Regions from separate parts of the Hordeum vulgare genome. Here regions 1 and 2 are each linked to region 3. A link is a contact called in public Hi-C data. All regions are on one chromosome and are shown on one strand. Each heading gives the region's core, a stretch centred on a gene start, on an enhancer-like site or on the middle of the called end of the contact. The rest is flanking DNA. Distances are from core to core; before and after follow the strand shown.

Region 1 (3,594 bases), core at 927-3,426, 560 kb before region 3:
CCCTCTGAAAAACCGACCCCAGCTACTCTCTGCAGAAAGAAGTTACATAAAAATATCAAGATGGAAACTTGGAATCAGAGCTGTCCACAAAGTATCAAGCAACACTTGGCTTTTGTTACATATCATCATAGACAAGTATACATTTTTGTGTGAGCAAGCTATTCACACTCTGAATGATACGTTTCATCCCCCCTCTTAGACTACCTACAATGGGAGTAACATAGATAGTACTAACATAGATGCCACCTAAGCAAAAAATATGATATGGCAACTAATTAATGAGAAGAAAGAGAAATTGAGTAACTTAGCTAGTTACTCATACGAGCAAGTACAATAAGGTCCGGTCAGCAGGCTGTAAGGATTAAAATATTATATTTCTGCTGAGTTGGATGAGAGAGAAGAGGAGAGAGAAGGGAAACGAGCTCTTCGTGAAGAGCCAGCTCTAGCACGTGCTCCTAGGTGCTTTGTGAGAATGAAACGTGGACCATATATGATAAAAGTAGTACTCTTTTATAGCTAACTATTGTACAAGCTGACTATAAGGTGGGCTATAAGACTGCTTATAGCCAGCAGTTGGCTATACTATTAACCATGCTCTACTATGAGTAACATAACGCATACCAAGGCAAGATGAGTCTATAAGCTAATAAATAAAAGGCTCAATGTTACTACCCCTATGTTACTATTCATTGTGAAGGTAGTAACTTAGGCTAGTAACATATGCATGTTACTACTCTATGTTACTTCTCATTGTGAGTAGTCTTAGGCCCTAGCATAGCCACTACACCAGTAATTATACCAGTAGAAAAGAGCCCTAATAAATAATTATGAACAATAATAAATTAATAAAAGGAGTACATATTTCTATCTTAATGTGTTAAATAACACCAGTCAAGCACTACTCATCGTTTAATAAATGAAGTGCACAGCAACCCACAGGAATTCAGGAAAACACTTTGCAGTATGAATCCGTGATGGCAAGTGTTTGTAGCAGATAACAAGTCATCCATGTTCAAAGATATCATCGTTGTAGTTTGTTTACCATGTCATCATCACAATTCACAAGATCATGTTAAGGATCACATACCTGGGTTCTGAGAGAGCGGGTTGTCCACGATGAGGTTAGGTGATCTAGCCTCCTCCTTTGGAACATGAGGGTCTACCAGAACACGACGTCTCAAACTAACATACCTACAACAAACATGAAACAAGTTAAACATGTCATTCTTAGGTGACTTTCGCATGAACTGGCACACAAAAAATAGCAAGGAGCGGAATTCATGGCGCCAATCATTTACAGATCACTAACAGCACCAATCTATCTCGCCGAAATTTCATCTCATGAAACAAATATGGCATCTGACCATGTGCAAGAAAACACCGACACAATCAGGAATCTAACAATCGACTAGCTATATGATGTATTTCATTCGAACACAACCAAACTAGATGCATTAGCAGCCGGTGACTGCATTAATTTACTAACAAACACAACCATCTGGACGAAATCAACACTTGACCGCGCAAGAATCAAATGAAAGCCGTGACAATAGCGAACCAGCTAAGCAAGAAAAACAGAACGGAACAGAGTCCTGCCGCAAAAGGACAAAACACCAACAAACGCCCGGGAACAAGGGATGGCGGGCTCACCTCCGGCGCGAATCGGCGGCAGCGCGGCGGAGCTCCTCGACGGACGCCTCCGGCGCCGCCGGCAGGATGCCGAGATCGACCCGCCAGCGGACGCTGCGTAGACTCGAGAACCGGCGCCGCCTCTCCTCCTCCGCCATGGCCGGGCCCCTTCAGTCGCAGGCGGATTGGACTCCCTCGAATTAACAACAACCCACAACGGAGGCCAAGAAACGTGGCCAAAACGCTATATATAGCTTTGTTTATCTGTAGCAAGTGGAAACCAAGAAAAGGAGGATCTTTCCGGGGACGGAGATTAGGTTTTCGGAGGATTTTGGGGGACGGAGAGGTTACGGGGAGGTGAATTCTCCTCTCCTCCTCTGTACCCGCGGGAATGGCGCTCTTGCTTCAGCTGGGGGAGGGGGCTGATTTGGCCGGGACGGTGGATGCTTGGAGGAGAGGGAGAGGGGGTGGGGTGGGGTGGGTTAGGCCGGAGGAGAAGAAGGGAAGGTCTCCTCTTATTATTTTCTCGGTTATAGTAGTAGTTTTTTATTTCTTTCTTTTAATAGGAGAGGGAATCTATAGAAGAGGTTGAGGATTTTGTTCTCTATTGGCACTAGAGCAGTTGGCAAGAGGGAGGTGATGGATGATGATGATGACTAGGAGAGTGGTGATTGGCAAGGTGGCTAGGCTTATTTGGCATTTTCTTGTTCTTTAATGAGGTTCTCTTAAAATACATTTGTGTGATTTTAAAGGAAATATCGGTGCTTGGATGTTTGTGGGTGTGTCTAACCGTGGTTAAGGGGGCATGTATGTATGGATGAGAGATTGAGAGGAAGGAGCAAAGATGACGTTGTTGCTACCTTTTGTTTTTGTGGCTCGTTTTGGTGGAACGGTTAAATATTGAACGACAGCGTCTTACGAATACCGTAACTGATTGTAGCATTGCACGTTATTCTTGTTTCTTTACTCATCGTTTCATTTCATCGACGCATCCTTGTTCGGTCGTTTAGGTTTAAGGTTGAGCATGATTTGACATGTATCAATTAGTTCGTCGGATATTAATCCTCGCGATTGCAGCGTCATTCCTGGTTTGAGGACAGCCATTAAAAAGTGATAGTAAGTTCATAATGTTAAGTTCGTTAGAGCAATGGTTGGTCGAAGGGTTGATAAATTGGTGATACAACCAGTGGCGGAGCGACGGCAAATAATGTGGGCGAGCCAAAAAAAGATGATTCTAAGCCACACAATAAGTATGCATTAGTCAGTGAAATTTCAGATTGGCTACATAGGGAAATTGGTATCGATACAATGTGTCCTGAAGTAAAATTTGGAAGAAAAAAGGAAAAGAAAATTCTTGTGAGCTAGCTGACTGATTCTGCGGTCTTGAGCTCATTGCCTAGGTAGCTCGTCGTTGGCAGCCGGGCCAAGCTGGATGTGTGGCAGTGATGCGTCCTGGATGGATGCGGGGAGAGTTTGGCAGTGCTTCTGCTATTGGATTGATTTGTTACATGTACACAAATGTTATTTTTCTCTGGATCTGGACGGGCCACGGCCTGGTTTTGCCCTCAGGAAGCTCCGTAATGGATACAATGAAGGCACGACAAGAGTATAAGGATGGATCAAAGAATACATGCAATGAAAGATGTCGAATGGAGAAAAGAGACATTTCATTCATCAAGGGTAGATGTATCGTAGAAGCGTGTTCAATACCATGTTAAGTGCATTAGTTGTGCCTCGGTGGTGCCACCATGCACCATACGACATTATATACACTTCATCATCATCTTAAAATCGTTCACATATCTAAAAGGAACTCTAGTAATCCCCTCGACATGGCGTATGCAATAGAAGAGGGTGCCGAACATCATGTAGCTCCATTTAGCAATGGTACTAAAAAGTAAAAACGCTTTCCTATGAAGATGCCAAGAGAAGTTGCTACGAAAATAAAGCCAATTCATAATCTTG
Region 2 (3,475 bases), core at 514-3,013, 660 kb after region 3:
ATCCGGCACGAATCGGTTCGTCCTTGTCAATCGACGGAACGAGCAATGGTGCTATCTGAGAGGAGTGCCGTGTAGCATAAATGTTGATGTCGAGAAAAAGAAACCAGAAAAAAAGTCTTATCTTAATTAAGAGATGACTTTTTTCTTTTCTTTTTTAGATTAATTAAGAGATGACCTTTTAGCAACCATGTCTTACCGTATATCTAAGGATATACTCTCTCCGTCCGGAAATACTTGTCCTAGAAATGGATGTATCTAGACTTATTTTAATTATAGATACATCTATTTTATTTATTTTTTAGGACAAGTATTTTCGGACGGAGGGAGTACTTAGTTACGAGAGATAAGACTTAAGAAATAATCTATTGTATAAAACTTCATTCGTCTCATAATATAAAAATATTTTTCACATTATATTTTTATTGTCTTCTTTAGATTAATTGAAGGGTTTAAGTGACAATGTTTTGGCTTATCAATGATATCATTGTGCATGCCCTCAATTGTTTTGAGGTGCTGGGATTGTTTAAAGAGTGGTCAAGGCCTTGTACAATGCTAGGTGTTTAGAAAAATAAATCAGTTTTTTCTGAAGCATCGGTGTCTATTTCTAAAAACCCTGCCTAACTAAACGTCTACCCATATAAATAAGCACAGGTGTTTAGAAAATTGATTTATTTCTTTAAGCACTTTTCCTAAGCACATTGCATTGTATCAGGCCTAAGCAATGTGGACTGCCCCGTATGCCACAGAAAACGAGTGATGCGGACTTCGTACGAACAAACAATAAAACGAGTGATGCGGACTTCGTCCGAACAAACAATACAGTGTCAGTGTCCTACTCTCTGTGCTTACCAGCCCCCCCGTCTCTATTGTTGACCGGCAATGGATCTATCCGGGAAAGGGCAACCAATTCCACGTTTCCGCCGGCCAACTCTCCTGTTGGAATTTGCCTCAAAAAAAAAAAAAAACTCTCCTGTTGGAAGGTGACAAGCAGCCCGTGACCCACGCTGGCCACTTGACCCCAGATCCATCGTATCCCGCGGCATGTTTCGTTTGTGAGCGCCCTAGTGGCCAACTAGTAGAGTAGTGTGGCGACTATTCATGGAGCTTAAAAGAACAACTCAACAGCATATCTCTTTTGAGTTAAAATCTACTGCTCCCTCCGGTGTTGTCTGTTTCCGGTTCAAGTCTATTTTGAACTCAGAACAAATCTCATTAGTAACCAAGATACAAAACCATCTCAAGAGTCAATACAATACAAAATCATGTCAAAGAGGCCAAGTATCAATATTTATGCCACTCAAAGACGTACTAGTAGAACACAAGAGGCAACAATCATCTCTAACTTTTCCCTTTGACTGAAAAACACACACGCACACACACCGCAACGACGGCATGAAACTATCACATCTTTCCTTATCACGCTCACGTGTCAGGCAAGTTCTTGACACGCACGCTGTACGTCGCATCCCGGCCGTCTATCGGCTCGATCCAACGGCTCCCAGTGGCCCCTCCCATTCCCATTTCAAACCGGCCGGCCCACGCCCCGCCGCGCCCGCGCCAAACCCCCCCTTCCTCCTCCGATCCGAGCCTCCCGCGCCGAGCCGCGACTCCCACTGACAGGCGGGCTCCCACCACGTTGCCCCGCCCGGCCGGTACGAGCTCGGCCGCTCCGATGCTTCAGCCGGGCCCACGTGGCAGCGAGGGAGGGGGCTGGCGGGGCGGCCGCAGCTTCGTGGAAGCTTCCCCCGAACAATCTCCTCGAGAACGAGTCCCCATTCGCGACCGAAATCCGGGGCGCAGAGAGAGAAAAAACAAAACAAATCACCAAGCTCCGCCGCGCACACACACACACGCACCGCACCCACAGTGGCGAAGCCGCAACGCAGCTGCTGAGCCCGTGGAACCTTCTAGAACCTTGGCGGCTGGCGCGGGAGGTGAGGCCAGTGATCCCTGAGGCGGCGCGGCGCTCTATCGATCCCGTGGCGATTTGGTTGTCTGAGCGAGTGATCTTGTGTGTGTTTGTCTGCAGGTGCAGGGTGGGCGGCGGGGGTTTCTGGTCGTCGTTGTCATCTCTCCTGCGAGCGCTGCTGCGGACGCAGCGGCTGACTGGTGGGCATGGCGCTCGGGAGCTCGCCGACGCCGCCGGAGATCCGCTCGCCGGAGCGGGACAGGCCGGAGGGTGCGGCGGGCGCGGAGGGGGAGGAGGAGGAGGAGTTCGGCGACGCCTTCGATATACCCCATAAGAACGCATCCCACGACAGCTTGCTCCGATGGAGGGTACGGGATCCTTCCTCACCTTACCCTTTCCCGTCAGACTGTGATCTAGGCCGGACTCTGCTGGTTAGCAAAATGCCCAAATTATCGCCATTCTGGTGTTGATTCCGTCCTGGCCGGAACTGGGACGTGCTGATTCTGCGCAGGAAGAAAAGGGGGTACAAGAGGAACAATCAAACACTAATGCTTTTTGGTCTAGTGGATACACTGCGCTGAGGTTTACTGACATGTCATTGACCCCATGATTTACATATTACGTTCATTTTTTGTCCGCGTTTCCTGTAAGTCAAGGCATTGGAGTCTGTTTGGTGACACTACCTTTTTTTACTGCCGTGCACATGCACAGAGCGGCAAACAACTTCTCATAAAACTGAAAACACAAGCTGAAACCAGAGGTCTGTCATCCATTCATCCAAAGAATACTAGTTTTTGTGGTATTCACAGGTTTGGGTAGTTCATGTATCCTTCATGTATAGGGGGACATCACAAAAGGAAGCAAACAGTAACACTTGTACTACAGCTATAAAACCACACTTATACTACAACTAACCAGGTTTTGTTAGACGGCATATAACCTACTTTTGTCCTGCTGGAAGAGAAGTTGTAAATCTAGGGCTTCTCTTTCCCTCCCCTATCCCTTGGGGGCTAGCGTAAACTCTCCTCTCCAGGCTTTGCTGGCAAGCCCGTGTATCTGCCTCCCCTTTGCTCGCCGCTCCGGCAGCCGGTGGCGGGGAGTGGAATCCCGGCCTCCATTCCGGTTAGTAATTTAGGTTAGGGTTTTTAGTCCTCGCAGGTGCGGCTCTCAGGCGGGTGGCGACGACGCTTCTTCTTGGAGTTTATCTTCCGGGCTCCGATCCTCCTCAAGTTCCTCAATCTGGACGTAGTCGATGGAGCTCCGGTATAGATTCCTGCCGTCTCCTTGGGGCGGTGAGGTTAGGTTTTCTCGTCATGTGGCGAGATTTGGTGTCAGGTGCTTCAGGTCTATTCAAGGGTTCAACAGCGACGACTGTGGCTCCAGGGGGCTGGTCCTTAGAGTCACGTGCACGAAGACTTCCTGGCTGTCATCGACAAGGTCAAGCCGGCTCCGGTAGTGGAGCGGTGACAATGACACGTCGGCGGCTCATTATGTCGGTTGTAGGGGTCGTTCGGTGGTCTCAGAATCTCGATGTATTTTTTATTATGTTTGAGATGCTTTGTACTT
Region 3 (3,726 bases), core at 823-3,322:
AGCAAGTGAATTCAAATTTGGCCCTCGAGATGGGAACCTCACATCACATGCATGATTTTGTAGGATCAAGTGAATCACATATGAGAGTGAGCAGCAGTGGTGTTTGTTTTTACCTGGAAGTGTGAGAGATCGGAGCCTGGCCTGACGTTCCCGAAGAGGCTGAGTACCCGCTGCACAAGGTTGGCCGGACGGAGCTCCGCCGCGAGGCCCCCTTCCAGCGACAGCGGCGCGGTGAGCACGGCCGCCGAAGCCCTGGCCGTGGCGGTGGCTGCCGCCGATGCGTCGATCTCCGATTCAACCTGCATTCAATCAACTAATACAGTCAGATACTGACGTATATGAGCTCCAAATATGAAGTTATATAGTGCTAAATACAAATAGTAGTGGCAACCAAGAAACGGGCGATCGGTCGTGGTCGTCGTCGTCGCCCCATGTAGGCTCTTGCTTGTTGCATTCAGATTCAGGTCTCCTTTCCTTGGAGGGGAGGTTCCAAGAAAAGTCGGGTCCAATCGAGTTGACCGATGAACGGGAACGAACCGAAATCAAACCCCGTGTGGGCGTGGCTGTCACTTGTCTCAGGCTGGGAGATGGTTTCCCTCCCTTTCATGTGTCCATGATATGCCGTCGAATATGTAGTAGCTAGGTGTGTGTATGTGCTAGTATATGAATACTGCGTAAATGAAGTCAGGAAAAGGTCAGTGCCGGCTGAAGATTCTGCTGCTGCTCTTGGCCGGCCAACCGAAAGCTGGTGCTATGTGTGTGTGCGTCTGTTGGCGTTGCATTTACACGGGTGTGTACGCTCCCGGTGACGCGGCTAAGAAAGGAGATGGAACGGAAGGGAACTCCGTTTCGTGCCCCTTCCTCTTTCTTCGTCGCAAAGAAAAGGAAAGGTGGCCTCTCCTCTAGCCGTCTGTTACATCACGACCAGACGCACGAGGTCGTCAAAGAAAATCTCAAATCTCACGTCACAGACTTAGCTCGATCGCCCTGTGTTGATTTTGCAGGCGTTTATGACTTTTCTGGTGTGTTTTCCGAAAGGAAAACGGATAATCAGCTTTACCGCCCAGTAATAAGTAGAGTACGTGTGGAATCGCCCAAACAGAAAAGGTAAATGCGGACGGTGGAAATGGCACGGTAGGACAAAAAGGTGAGGACGGCGGGCGGGGCTAGAGGTAAAAGCATCGGCGATATTCGCAACCCTGACGTGGACGCAGGCCACGACCTGACGCCTCAAGCGCCGCCCCAAATCCTCGATCGAGAGAATCTGCTGCTCTCGCCGCCTCCGCCGCCCAGACATGCGTAGTTGCGTATGCCTTCGGCGGTGAAGCGGTCAAGCGTGCAAGAAGAGGACGTACCATGGTTGGCGTGAGCTCCAATCCCCGACGCGAGCTCTCCTTGATTCGACCTCCTCCTCCCTGGCCTGCGGCGATCTTCTCGTTGTCGAGGGAAGTATCTCTTATTGATCCTCCTCCTCCTCCTCCTCTGTATGCTGCGTGGGGCGGGGTGGAATCCTCGATAAGGGCGGGCGGGGAAGAAGCAAGCAAATCGCTGGATTGATCTCCTTCCTTCCTTTCTTTTTTAGCATGCGCGCGTGCCTATTTATACACGCCCTCTCTCTCTCTCTCTCTCTCTCTGTTTCGATGAAGGCCGCGTGTTTCTGGAGCCCGTCGCTGCGGCCGCGCCTTCCTTGAGGTACGGCCTCTATCTGAGCCGATGCGGCGGCCGCGCGGGGTGACGTCGGCCTCTCCGTGTCTCGGTGGTTGGGTGCGTGTGAACGCTAACCCATTCTCGGGCACAGGCCAAAACGATTCCTCCTTTCCGGGCCAGTGCAAGCCGCGAGGACGCGCGCGCCACTGTCCCCTCCATATTATCGATGCCTCGTTAATGCAGAGAGAAAACATGTTGGAGAGAGTTTAGAAAAAAAAAACAATTAAGTAGTACTAGTTGAAAAGGCAACCTGCCCTCACAAAAATAATTGTATGCTTACATTTTTCCGGCTCCTCCAAAGGTTCGGCAAAGGCTGGATTATTTCTGATCCAGATTCTTTTGACGATTGGACAGGAGAAAATGAAAAAAAAAATAGACACGTTGAATGAAGCGTGGTTTAATGTGCCCCACGGTGGGCGCAAAAAAAAAAAAAAAGAGGAATGAAGCGTGGTTTGTAGACTGAAATACCAATGAGGCTTATGTGTTCATTACCTTTAGATGAAGAATTATGCCTTGCTTAGTAAGTAAGTACTCCGTTCCTAAATATAAGTGTTTTTAGAGGTTTCACTAATAGAGTATATACGGATGTATATGGACATAATCTAGAGTATACATTCAATCATTTTGCTACGTATGTGGACCCCTAGTGAAATCGTTTAAAAGACTTATATTTAGAAACGGAGGGAGTAGTTATACAAACAACTTAGAGCAACTCCAACGGACCGATTCAAACGGACGGCGATTTCGTACGCTTTTTATTCGTTTGAGTCGGTCACGCCGACACGAACATCCGCTTTCGTAAATTGGTCGGCGCGTGCGCCCAACGCTGGACGGACCCATATTTACCGGCGTGCGATTTTTTTTACATAAATGCATAATTAAACATTAAAAACAGGCCACGAAGACGGCGAGAGTCCACGCGTCCGCATTACATTAATTAAACATAAAAAAAACTAAAACTACGAGGGCCGCCCTAGGAGGCGTCGTCGTCATCATCGGGGCCGATGAGGTCGACCAACGTAGGCGCAGGGCCGGCCCAAGGGAACGTCGTGTTCCAGAGCGCAGTTGTCTGCGTCTCCATCGTGTGTCCTCCGCCTCCGCCTCTCGTCGTTCCTCCTCCGCCTCCTTCTCCACCTTCATGAGCCAAAGGCCTTCGGCGTGCTGCGCCCTCCATTGCTCGAGGTACGCTTGCTCCTGTTGCGATGTCGCGCCCAGCCAGATGGGCGGCACAGTGACGAACTCCTAGACGATGCCGGTCCACTGGTAGAACTCCCGCAGCTCCGTGGGCTCGGGCTTCGGTGGAGGTGGCACGACGCAGTCGCCGGCGGCCGACAGCGCGATGGCCTCCGCGAGTTGCTGCTGGTACGCCACCTCCTCGTCGGCCCTGCGCCGCGCTTCCTCCTTGCTGTCGCGGAGAACAACAGCGAGCGCCGCCTGGTAGGCGGCCTCAGCCTCCTGGTCCTCGTCGCTGACGACAGGCGGGGACGACGGAGGGCCTCCTGGCTGCACTTCGCGCACGTCACGACGACACTGCTTCCCGTGCTCCATCGCGAACCACACCTCCCAGTTAGGGGAGTCGGCCGCGTACGTAGGGTCTCGCCGCTGCTCCGCCATCAGCACATGCCGATGGCGGCTCATCTCCTCCGCATGCACCCACGCCGACCGCGGCACAGCCGGCACCGAAATCCTCTCCGGATCCAGATGCCAGCCGCGGACAACGTGACATCGGGGGTAAGGAAGCGGCACGCGGTGCTCCCAGTGCCACCGCGCTTGGTGCACCGAGACGCTCACGCGCTGGCGAGGCCAATGGGAGGACGCCGACGGGGAGATGGCGCGGGGGGTAGAGCGGGGTCTTGCCCTTGTTTGGGAAGCCACCGGCCATGGTGTGCTAGGGTTTTGGTCGTCGAGGAGGTGGCTGGATGTGGACGGGCGAGGTTCTGGAAGCAGATGGCGGAACCCACCGCACGCTCGGATTATAAAAGGCCGGCCGCGGTCGCTAACGTGTGGATCCGAGGATGA

What was found. A called contact is a pair of places that touch in the nucleus more often than the background predicts.
Region 1: a Hi-C map of leaf shows a contact between it and region 3, with 4 times the contacts expected there. The contact joins the promoter of LOC123406943 here to the promoter of LOC123412213 in region 3. A contact is called at or near these places in 4 of 6 Hi-C or Micro-C datasets (leaf, seedling and an unstated tissue).
Region 2: a Hi-C map of leaf shows a contact between it and region 3, with 5 times the contacts expected there. The contact joins the promoter of LOC123407045 here to the promoter of LOC123412213 in region 3. A contact is called at or near these places in 3 of 6 Hi-C or Micro-C datasets (leaf and seedling) and 1 of 1 datasets of contacts at active chromatin or transcription factors (embryo).

Annotation. Positions count from the first base shown.
Region 1 is chr7H:189,554,670-189,558,263 of MorexV3_pseudomolecules_assembly, forward strand. It overlaps LOC123406943, which reads right to left and starts at 2,177. Exons shown (of 5, transcript XM_045099961.1): 1 at 1,651-2,177; 2 at 1,088-1,191; 3 at 1-29. The coding sequence starts at 1,787.
Region 2 is chr7H:190,777,419-190,780,893 of MorexV3_pseudomolecules_assembly, forward strand. It overlaps LOC123407045 (calcium-transporting ATPase 5, plasma membrane-type-like), which reads left to right and starts at 1,764. Exons shown (of 35, transcript XM_045100081.1): 1 at 1,764-1,934; 2 at 2,030-2,277. The coding sequence starts at 2,116.
Region 3 is chr7H:190,117,201-190,120,926 of MorexV3_pseudomolecules_assembly, forward strand. LOC123412213 (oxysterol-binding protein-related protein 4C-like) reads right to left here and starts at 2,073. Exons shown (of 5, transcript XM_045105154.1): 1 at 1,356-2,073; 2 at 114-299. The coding sequence starts at 1,358.